Linked DNA regions of Pan troglodytes: region 2 is linked to region 1. The links are chromatin contacts, called in public Hi-C maps. All regions are on one chromosome and are shown on one strand. The core of a region is the stretch at or near the end of the contact, and the rest is flanking DNA. Distances in the headings are between cores, read along the strand shown.

Region 1 (4,185 bases), core at 736-3,235:
TTGTTTTATTTTTACATACCCCTAAAGAGGGGTTAGAGGCCGGGCGAGGTGGCTTATGCCTGTAATCCCAGCACTTTGGGAGGCCGAGGTGGGCGGATCACTTGATATCAGAAGTTCGAGACCAGCCTCGCCAACACGGGGAAACCCCGTCTCTAGTAGAAATACAAAAAATTAGCCGGGCATGGTGGCGGGTGCCTGTAGTCCCAGCTACAGGCTGAGGCAGGAGAATGGCGTGAACCCGGGAGGTGGAGCTTGCAGTGAGCCGAGATAGAGCCACTGCACTCCAGCCTGGGCGACAAAGCAAGACTCCGTCTCAAAAAAAAAAAAAAAAAAAAAAAAAAGAGGGGTTAGAAATTTCGCTGAGGCCAGGCACCATGGCTCACGCCTGTAATGTCAGCTCTTTGGGAGGCCCAGGTGGGAGTATCATTTGAGGCCAGGAATTCGAGACCAGCCTGGGCAACATAGTAATACCCTGTCTCTACGAAAACTAAAAAATTAGCCAGGTATGGTGGTATACACCTGTGGTCCCAGCTACTAGGGAGGCAGAAGCAGGAGGATCACTTGAGGCCGGGAGTTCAAGACCACCCTGGGCAACATTGCAAGATCCCCATCTCTACCAAAAAAAAAAAAATTTTTTTAAAGAAATTTAGCCAGGCGTAGTAGTGTGTGTCTGTGGTCCCAGCTACTTGGGAGGCTGAGGCAGGAGCATGGCTTGAGCCCAGGAGTTCCAGGCTGTGGTGAGCTATGATCGCACCACTGCACTCCATCCTGGGCAACAGAGAGAGAGAGAGACCCTGTCTCTAAAAAAAAAGGCGGGGGCAGGTTGGGGGAAAGGGGAATAGTATAACATCTAGGATTTGATTTCAAATAGTCCAGCAAAATACAGCTGGCCCCCACACAATGTCATTTCATTGAATGTCATTTCATTATAACATTGATGATTTTCTAAAAATTGATTTTGGGCTGGGACCACCATCTGTGTGGAGTTTGCATGGTCTCCCCATGTCTGCATGGCATGTTTGAAAATTTTCATAATAATAATCCACTTTTTTTTTTTTTTTGAGACATGGTCTCACTCTGTTGCCCAGGCTGGAGTGCAGTGGCACAATCTTGGCTCACTGCATCCTCAACCTCCTGGGCTCAAGAGATCCTCCTGCCTCACAGCCTCCTGAGTAGCTGGGACTACAGGTATACATCACCACACTCAGTTTTTTGTTTTTTTTTTTTAAGATGGAGTCTCACTCTGTCGCCAGGCTGGAGTGCAGTGGCGTGATCTCGACTCACTGCAACCTCCGCCTCCCAGGTTGAAGTGATTCTCCTGCCTCAGCCTCCCAAGTAGCTGGGACTACAGGTGCCCGCCACCACACCTGGCTAATTTTTGTATTTTAAGTAGAGACGGGGTTTCACCATGTTGGCCAGGATGGTCTCAATCTCTTGACCTCGTGATCCGCCCGCCTCAGCCTCCCAAAGTGCTAATTTTTTAAATTTTTTGTAGAGATGGGGATCTCGTTATATTGCCCAGGCTGGTCACGAACTCCTGGGCTCAAGCGATCCTCCCACCTTGGAGTAGCTGGAATTATAGGTGCACATCACCATGCCCAGCTATTTTTTTTTTTTATTTTTTGTAGAGATGGGGTCTTGCTATTATATTGTCCAAACTGGTCTCAAGCGATCCTCCTTCCTCGACCTCCCAAAGTGCGGAGATTACAGGCATGAGCCACCACCGGGATCCGGCAATAATCCACTTTTAAAAATAAGGAATGGGGGGAATAATGCAGTTGCTGTGAAAACCAAAGGAGAATGACAGTAACAGCCACAGCCGCCCCACAGCAGGGACTGGGAACTTCTGGGTGGGCATGCAGCACACCTCCCGGCCTGTGCCTTCTGTCTCTTCTGTGTGTCTCTAGGCCAATGGCAGCAATTGACTACAAGTAAGGGAATCCCTCGCCTCCCTGCAAGCTCCTCCCCTTTCTCCCCGAGCCCCGCCCTCTGCAGCCCCTCCCTGCAAGAGTGGGGCTAGGGCCCGGCAGGTGTGGGGTTAAGGGAGTCTGTTTGGGGCCCCCAGGAGCAGCAGCCTAAGCAGTGGCTGCAGCAACTGCAACAGCAGCGGCTGTGGCAGGCCTGGCCCCGGGCCAGCTGGCGGGAAGCCCCAGGAGGGAGGGAGGAGGAAGGGGAGGAAGAGGGGAAGGAGGAGGAGGAGGAGGAGAGAAGCAGTCAGCAGGCCCGAGGAGGCAGGACTTCCTGGTGTGGGGGTTGTCAACAGCCCAGAAAGAGAAAGACGGAGAGGCAGAGACCCAGGGGAGCCGAGGAGCGGAGACACGGACCCAGCAGGGTCACGCGGGAGGAGACTCGGGACACCCACTCGCTGGCTGCCACCCGGAGCAGAGGGGGGCTCGGCCGCCCCGTCCCACATCAGTCTCCAGACCCTTGGGGCTTCAGAGGCCGCTCCTAGGCTCCTCGGAGGAGGCGCGGGTTCCTTCTTTTCCGGAGAGCAAACTTTCCTCGGAGATGCCTGGCAGGATGAGCTGCGGCCCCCGGAGAGGACGGGACAGCCTCTGATCGCCGCCTGCGTGCCCCGCCACTGCCCATGGCCAGGAGGCCCCAGGGAACGGACAGCCCGACCTCTTAGGCGCCGGGACCCTCAGGCTCAGATCAGTGGCCGAGACCCCAGAGGTAGGGTTCAGGGCTGGGTGGGGCGCTGGGGGGTAGCCGGGCAGGGCCTGCCCCAGAGATGTGGGAGCTGGGGTGAGGGTGGGGGCTCGAGGCCCAGGAGAGGTCTCTCTGAGTGGCCGGGCCAGGCTGGGGAGCTGCTTCACCCTGGTTCTCCCAGGCCCTGGAGTCCGAGCTCTTGGGACAATACGGGCCCCCTGAGTCAGAATCCCAGGCGAGAAATGCCCAACTCTGGGACTCATCTGCCTCTTTCTACTCTGAGTGCCTTCTTGGATCCAGTCCCCTCTGCCCTGGTCTCTGTCATCTCTTGCCTGTCTCTGGGTCTCTGACGGTTTCCCCTTCCCCCACTCTGCTCCCCGGAGAGGAAGCCCCGGAGGTGGCCTGCCCACTGGTTTCTCTCACACACACACACACACACACTCTCTCTCTCTCTCTCCCTCTTTTTCCAGTTTGCAAACTCAGCTCTGGAGTTCAGCAGCAACAGCAGCAGGAAAAACCTGCCCCTGCTCCCCCCTCCCGCCACCTCCCCTCTCCTCTTCTCCCCTCACCCAGCAGGCACCCCCGGTTCCCGCCAGGCCCTCCTGCCATGTCGGACCCAGACGTCCCCAGGGGCTCGGATGTCCCCGCCATGTGGCCCCCTTGTTCCAGGGGTGCCTGAGCCCCTTCAAGGAGCCCCAACCCACCCCCAACCTTGGCCCAGCCCTGAGCCCCAGGGACCATGAGCGGGGGCAAGAAGAAGAGTAGTTTCCAAATCACCAGCGTCACCACGGACTATGAGGGCCCGGGGAGCCCAGGGGCTTCGGATCCCCCTACCCCACAGCCCCCAACTGGGCCCCCGCCCCGCCTGCCCAATGGGGAGCCCAGCCCCGATCCGGGGGGCAAGGGCACCCCCCGGAATGGCTCCCCACCACCTGGGGCCCCTTCCTCCCGTTTCCGGGTGGTGAAGCTGCCCCACGGCCTGGGAGAGCCTTATCGCCGCGGTCGCTGGACGTGTGTGGATGTTTATGAGCGAGACCTGGAGCCCCACAGCTTCGGCCGACTCCTGGAGGGAATTCGAGGGGCCTCAGGGGGCGCCGGGGGCAGATCTTTGGATTCCAGGTTGGAGCTGGCCAGCCTCGGCCTGGGCGCCCCCACCCCACAGTCAGGCCTGTCTCAGGGCCCCACCTCCTGGCTCCGTCCACCCCCCACCTCTCCTGGACCTCAGGCCCGCTCCTTCACTGGGGGACTGGGCCAGCTGGTGGTGCCCAGCAAAGCCAAGGCAGAGAAACCCCCACTGTCGGCCTCCTCACCCCAGCAGCGCCCCCCAGAGCCTGAGACCGGTGAGAGTGCGGGCACATCCCGGGCTGCCACGCCCCTGCCCTCTCTGAGGGTGGAAGCGGAGGCTGGGGGCTCAGGGGCCAGGACCCCTCCACTGTCCCGGAGGAAAGCTGTAGACATGCGGCTGCGGATGGAGTTGGGTGCTCCAGAAGAGATGGGGCAGGTAAGACCTGGGTTCTAGGGCTGGCCCATCAGCCC
Region 2 (4,185 bases), core at 1,243-3,742, 390 kb before region 1:
CAAATTTAAATGTTTTACTCTTTCATCAAGAATCATTGATGGAAGCGGCTTTTTTTTTTTTTTTTTTTTTTGAGACAGAGTCTTGCTCTGTCGCCAGGCCGGAGTGCAGGGGTGTGATCTCAGCTCACTACAACCTGTGCCTCCTGGGTTCAAGCAATTCTCCTGTCTCAGCCTCCCAAGTAGCTGGGACTACAGGCGCGCACCACCATGCCTGGCTAACTTTTGTATTTTTAGCAGAGACAGGGTTTCACAATGTTGGCCAGGATGGTCTCAATCTCTCCATCTCGTGATCTGCCCGTCTCGGCCTCCCAAAGTGCTGGGATTTCAGGTGTGAGCCACTGGGCCCGGCTGGCTTTTCTTTTTTTTTTAACTCTTTGCTGTCACTGCCTTGATGTTTGGTAAAGCATCAGCGGTTTTACCCATCATTGCTATGGCACCAACAGTGGAAATGGCAATAATATGTAAACATTACCACAAAAACTAATTTTAGCCTCGGAGACCCCCTATGGTCTGTGGACATCCTGAGAAACAGGACCCTAACCAAACTAGAATATGCTAAAATCACACGTTATGTCCACAACTCCAAGCTGTTCATGTCACTCGTGTCTGGGGAATTCCCACTCATCTTTCCAAGTCTAGCCAAGTGTCACTTTCCAGTGGGTCCCTGACACACAACCTCCAGCACCGCTCCCCTCCTTTAGAGATCTGTTCCCTCAATGCTTACCCTCTTTATAACTTCCACCATATATACTCATTTACAGAATACATCCACTGCCATTCTGATCCCCCATGCCCCAAGCTCACTGTAACACCCTAAGGTCAATAACCACATCTTATAATCAATTAATCCAATCAGCACCACCCTATGAACTCTGAGATTTTAGGCAAAACAGTGACAAGAAACCTAATCATATATTGTCAGAGAAATAATCTGACAACCTCTCCAGTCAGATCAACTCTATATTATTATTTTTCTGAAGCAATCCTCCTAAAATATAATTGACAACCTGGGCAACAGAGCAAGACGCTGTCTCTACAAAAAATAATTTTAGACCAAGCACTGGCTCATGCCTGTAATCCCAGCACTTTGGGAGGTCGAGCTGGGTGGATTACCTAAAGTCGAGAGTTCCAAACCAGCCTAGCCAACATGGTGAAACCCCGTCTCTACTAAAAATACAAAAATTAGACGGGCGTGGTGGCAGGTGCCTGTAATCCCAGCTACTCGGGAGGCTGAGGCAGGAGAATTACTTGAACCCCAGAGGCGAAGGTTGCAGTGAGCCAAGATTGCGCCATTGCACTCCAGCCTGGGCGACAGGGCAAAACTCTGTCTCGAAATAACAATAATAATAATTTTTAAAAGTTAGGCGGGCGTGATGGCCTCCCCCTGGAGTCCCAACTTCTCAAGAGGCTGAGGCGGGAGGATCGGTTGAGCCCGGGAGGTGGAGGCTGCTACGACTGCATCAATGCACTCCAGCCAGGGCAGCAGAACAAGACCCCATCTCAATAACAAAACAAAAAAAAGCAAAAAAGCACGCTTTTCGTGCATGTATAAACAGTGCTTCTTCATACTCAAACTCTTAGCTCTATAGCTCTGATCTGCAGAGAATTTCAAAAACCAAGCCACAGCTAGTTATTTGGCCAACAGCAAATAGGCTGAACCACAGAAAACGGTCCAATGAGCCATTTCATAGGGTTCGCCCTCATAAAAATTACAAGGGGGAGAAAGAAAAGCGACGCGGGTGGAGTGAAACGGCATGAAACGGGGACAAGATGAAGTTAAAAACGGCTCACCTGTCATTCCAATCGTCCCCTCGACGTCTTTCATCTCTCTCGCGGGAACGGTCGTAGTCGCTGCGCTCTCTTCTGAACTTGTCCCTGCGCCTTCGATCGTACTCGTCATCACTGTCACCCATGGCACGGTCTGAGGGGGCCTGGGGACCGGGGAGAGGCGGTCGGAGTGGTGCAAAACGACGAGCGGAGGAAGGGACCGTCCCTCGCGGGCAGCTCGCCCGCTTCCCTCCCGCCAAGGCCAGCCCTCCGCGGCCCCCACCATCCTAGGCCTGAGGACGCGGCTCCAACGCCTCCACTCGCCCCGAGGTTCTCCGCGCCCGCCCCCGTGGACCCCGGTTCCTCTCCCGCCCCAGCGGGGCCCCCCAGGCTCCTCCCCTCCCCCACCTTGGTGCGGCCGCGGCCGTTGGACTCGCGCTCGGACGGGCTAGATTTCAGGGCGACCTGGGTCGCGGGCGCGCGACGAGGGCTTCGAGGAGGGCGAGACCGAGACGGAGCTCTTGAGTAGAGGGCCGAAAAGAGGCGAACAAAAGTGGGACAACCGAGGATGGGCGGTAGCGCACGCAGCCCGCTCTGCGCCTGCGTCACCCACGCCTCCGAGGTACAAAGCTCCACCCTCGCGGCCGGAACTGGAACTAACAAACCGAGCGCGAAGGGCGGGGAGAGCAGGGCGTGATGGGAAAGGGGCGGGGATCTCGCAAGTCTCGCGCGGTTTTTCGAGACGATAACGGCTCGAGCGTTAGGAACTACGGGACCTCGGCTGGGCCAAGCGCGGCCTCGGGAGACGAAGAAGCCCTCTGGGCGCGAAGGGAGAGCCGAAGTCGAGGATCGCGCGACCCCAGATGTGTCGGGGTCCTAAGACAGTTCTCATCCAGCCATGATCCCCCCACGGGCCTCCTGACCTCACCGGGGGTGATTTCGTCCCCTCCTCGGGCAGGGCGTGGGCTTGGGAAGCGCGGGCGCTTAGGGGATGGAAGGTGGAAGCAACCATTTTAAAGCATCGTATCCCACCATTTTCTGCTCCAAATATCCAGCCAAAATTGGGTCCCACAGTGCGCACTAAATGCAAAGTCCGCCGTTCCTGCTTTTCCTCGACAAAGACGCCCCATCTTTAAGTAAAATTGGCAGATCTCAGTCTTAACCCCGCTCAGTATTTGGATGAAATAGGCTGTAAGTTAACGCCCTAAACAGAGTATGGACCGCCCAGATTCAATGGATTACCACCCCCGGGAGTAACACCAAGGCCCCTCTCAGTGAATTGAGTGTGAGACTTAATAGGAAGACCAGCTGAGATGGCTCACGCCTGCAATCCCAGCGCTTTGGGAGGCCGATGTGGGAGGATCACTTGAGCCCAGGAGTTGGAGACCTGCCTGGGCAACATAGCAAGACCCCTTTACAGAATATTTAGGGCCAGGCACATTGGCTCACACCTGTGATCCCAGCACTTGGGAAGGTCGAGGAGGGAGGACTTAAGCCCAAGAGTTCAGGACTAGCCTGGGCAACATAGCAAGATCCCATCTACACACAAAAAAATAATAACTGGGCTTGGTGGGATGCCCCTGTGGTCCTAGCTACTGGGGAGGCTAAGCCAGGAGGACTGTTTGAGCCCAGGAGTTCAGGGCTGCAGTGAGCCTTGATTGCACCACTGCACTCTAGCCTGGGGAACAGAGTGAGGCCCTGTCTCAAAATAGATACATAGAGGAAATCTTGCCTCCTCCCTGAGGCGTGCTTGCTCCCAGCACTGAGAGGAGGGTAGTGACGGACTACAAGAGTTGTCAAAAAAAACTGGACCTGAGTCAAAAAGACCCAGGTTCCACCATTTAAGAACCATGCAATCTGGGGGAGTCACCTCTCAGCTCTGACATCCTCACATGTAAAAATGCAGACAGTGGCCAAGGGCGGTGGCTCACGCCTGTAATCCCAGCACTTTGGTTGGGTGAAGCGGGCAGATCACTTGAGGTCAGGAGTTCAAGACCACCCTGACCAAGGTGGTGAAACCCCGTCTCTACTAAAAATACAAAATTAGCCAGGCGTGGTGGCGAGCGCCTGTAATCCCAGCTACTCAGGAGGCTGAGGCAAGAGAATCACTTGAACCTGGGAGGCAGAGGTTGCAGTGAGCCGAGATGGCGCCACTGCATTCCAGCCTGGGTGACAGAGCCAGACTCCGTCTCAAAAAAAAAGAAAAAAAATGCAGGCAGTAACAACGACTGGTCCTGTAATGGGCTACTGGGAGAATCAGATGAGACAACAGACTTGGAAGTGTTTTGTAAACTCGAGGGATTATTATTTCTTGATTGGAGAAAGAGGAGACAGCATTTGGTGACGAAGTCATACAGGTGGATGTCAGGGAGAGTGATCAATCAAAGGATGGGAACTGGAACTGAGAACCCAGCAGGT

The links. A called contact is a pair of places that touch in the nucleus more often than the background predicts.
Region 2: a Hi-C map of stem cell-derived neural progenitor cells shows a contact between it and region 1, with 5 times the contacts expected there. The contact joins the promoter of SRRT here to the promoter of TSC22D4 in region 1. A contact is called at or near these places in 1 of 7 Hi-C or Micro-C datasets (stem cell-derived neural progenitor cells) and 1 of 1 datasets of contacts at active chromatin or transcription factors (stem cell-derived excitatory neurons).

What each region holds. Positions count from the first base shown.
Region 1 is chr6:109,941,550-109,945,734 of NHGRI_mPanTro3-v2.0_pri, reverse strand. It overlaps TSC22D4 (TSC22 domain family member 4), which reads left to right and starts at 1,985. Exons shown (of 5, transcript XM_519260.9): 1 at 1,985-2,673; 2 at 3,120-4,150. The coding sequence starts at 3,389.
Region 2 is chr6:110,334,755-110,338,939 of NHGRI_mPanTro3-v2.0_pri, reverse strand. SRRT (serrate, RNA effector molecule) reads right to left here and starts at 2,492. Exons shown (of 20, transcript XM_009453830.5): 1 at 2,176-2,492; 2 at 1,792-1,931. The coding sequence starts at 1,913. It overlaps TRIP6 (thyroid hormone receptor interactor 6), which reads right to left. Exons shown (of 9, transcript NM_001246623.2): 9 at 4,051-4,185.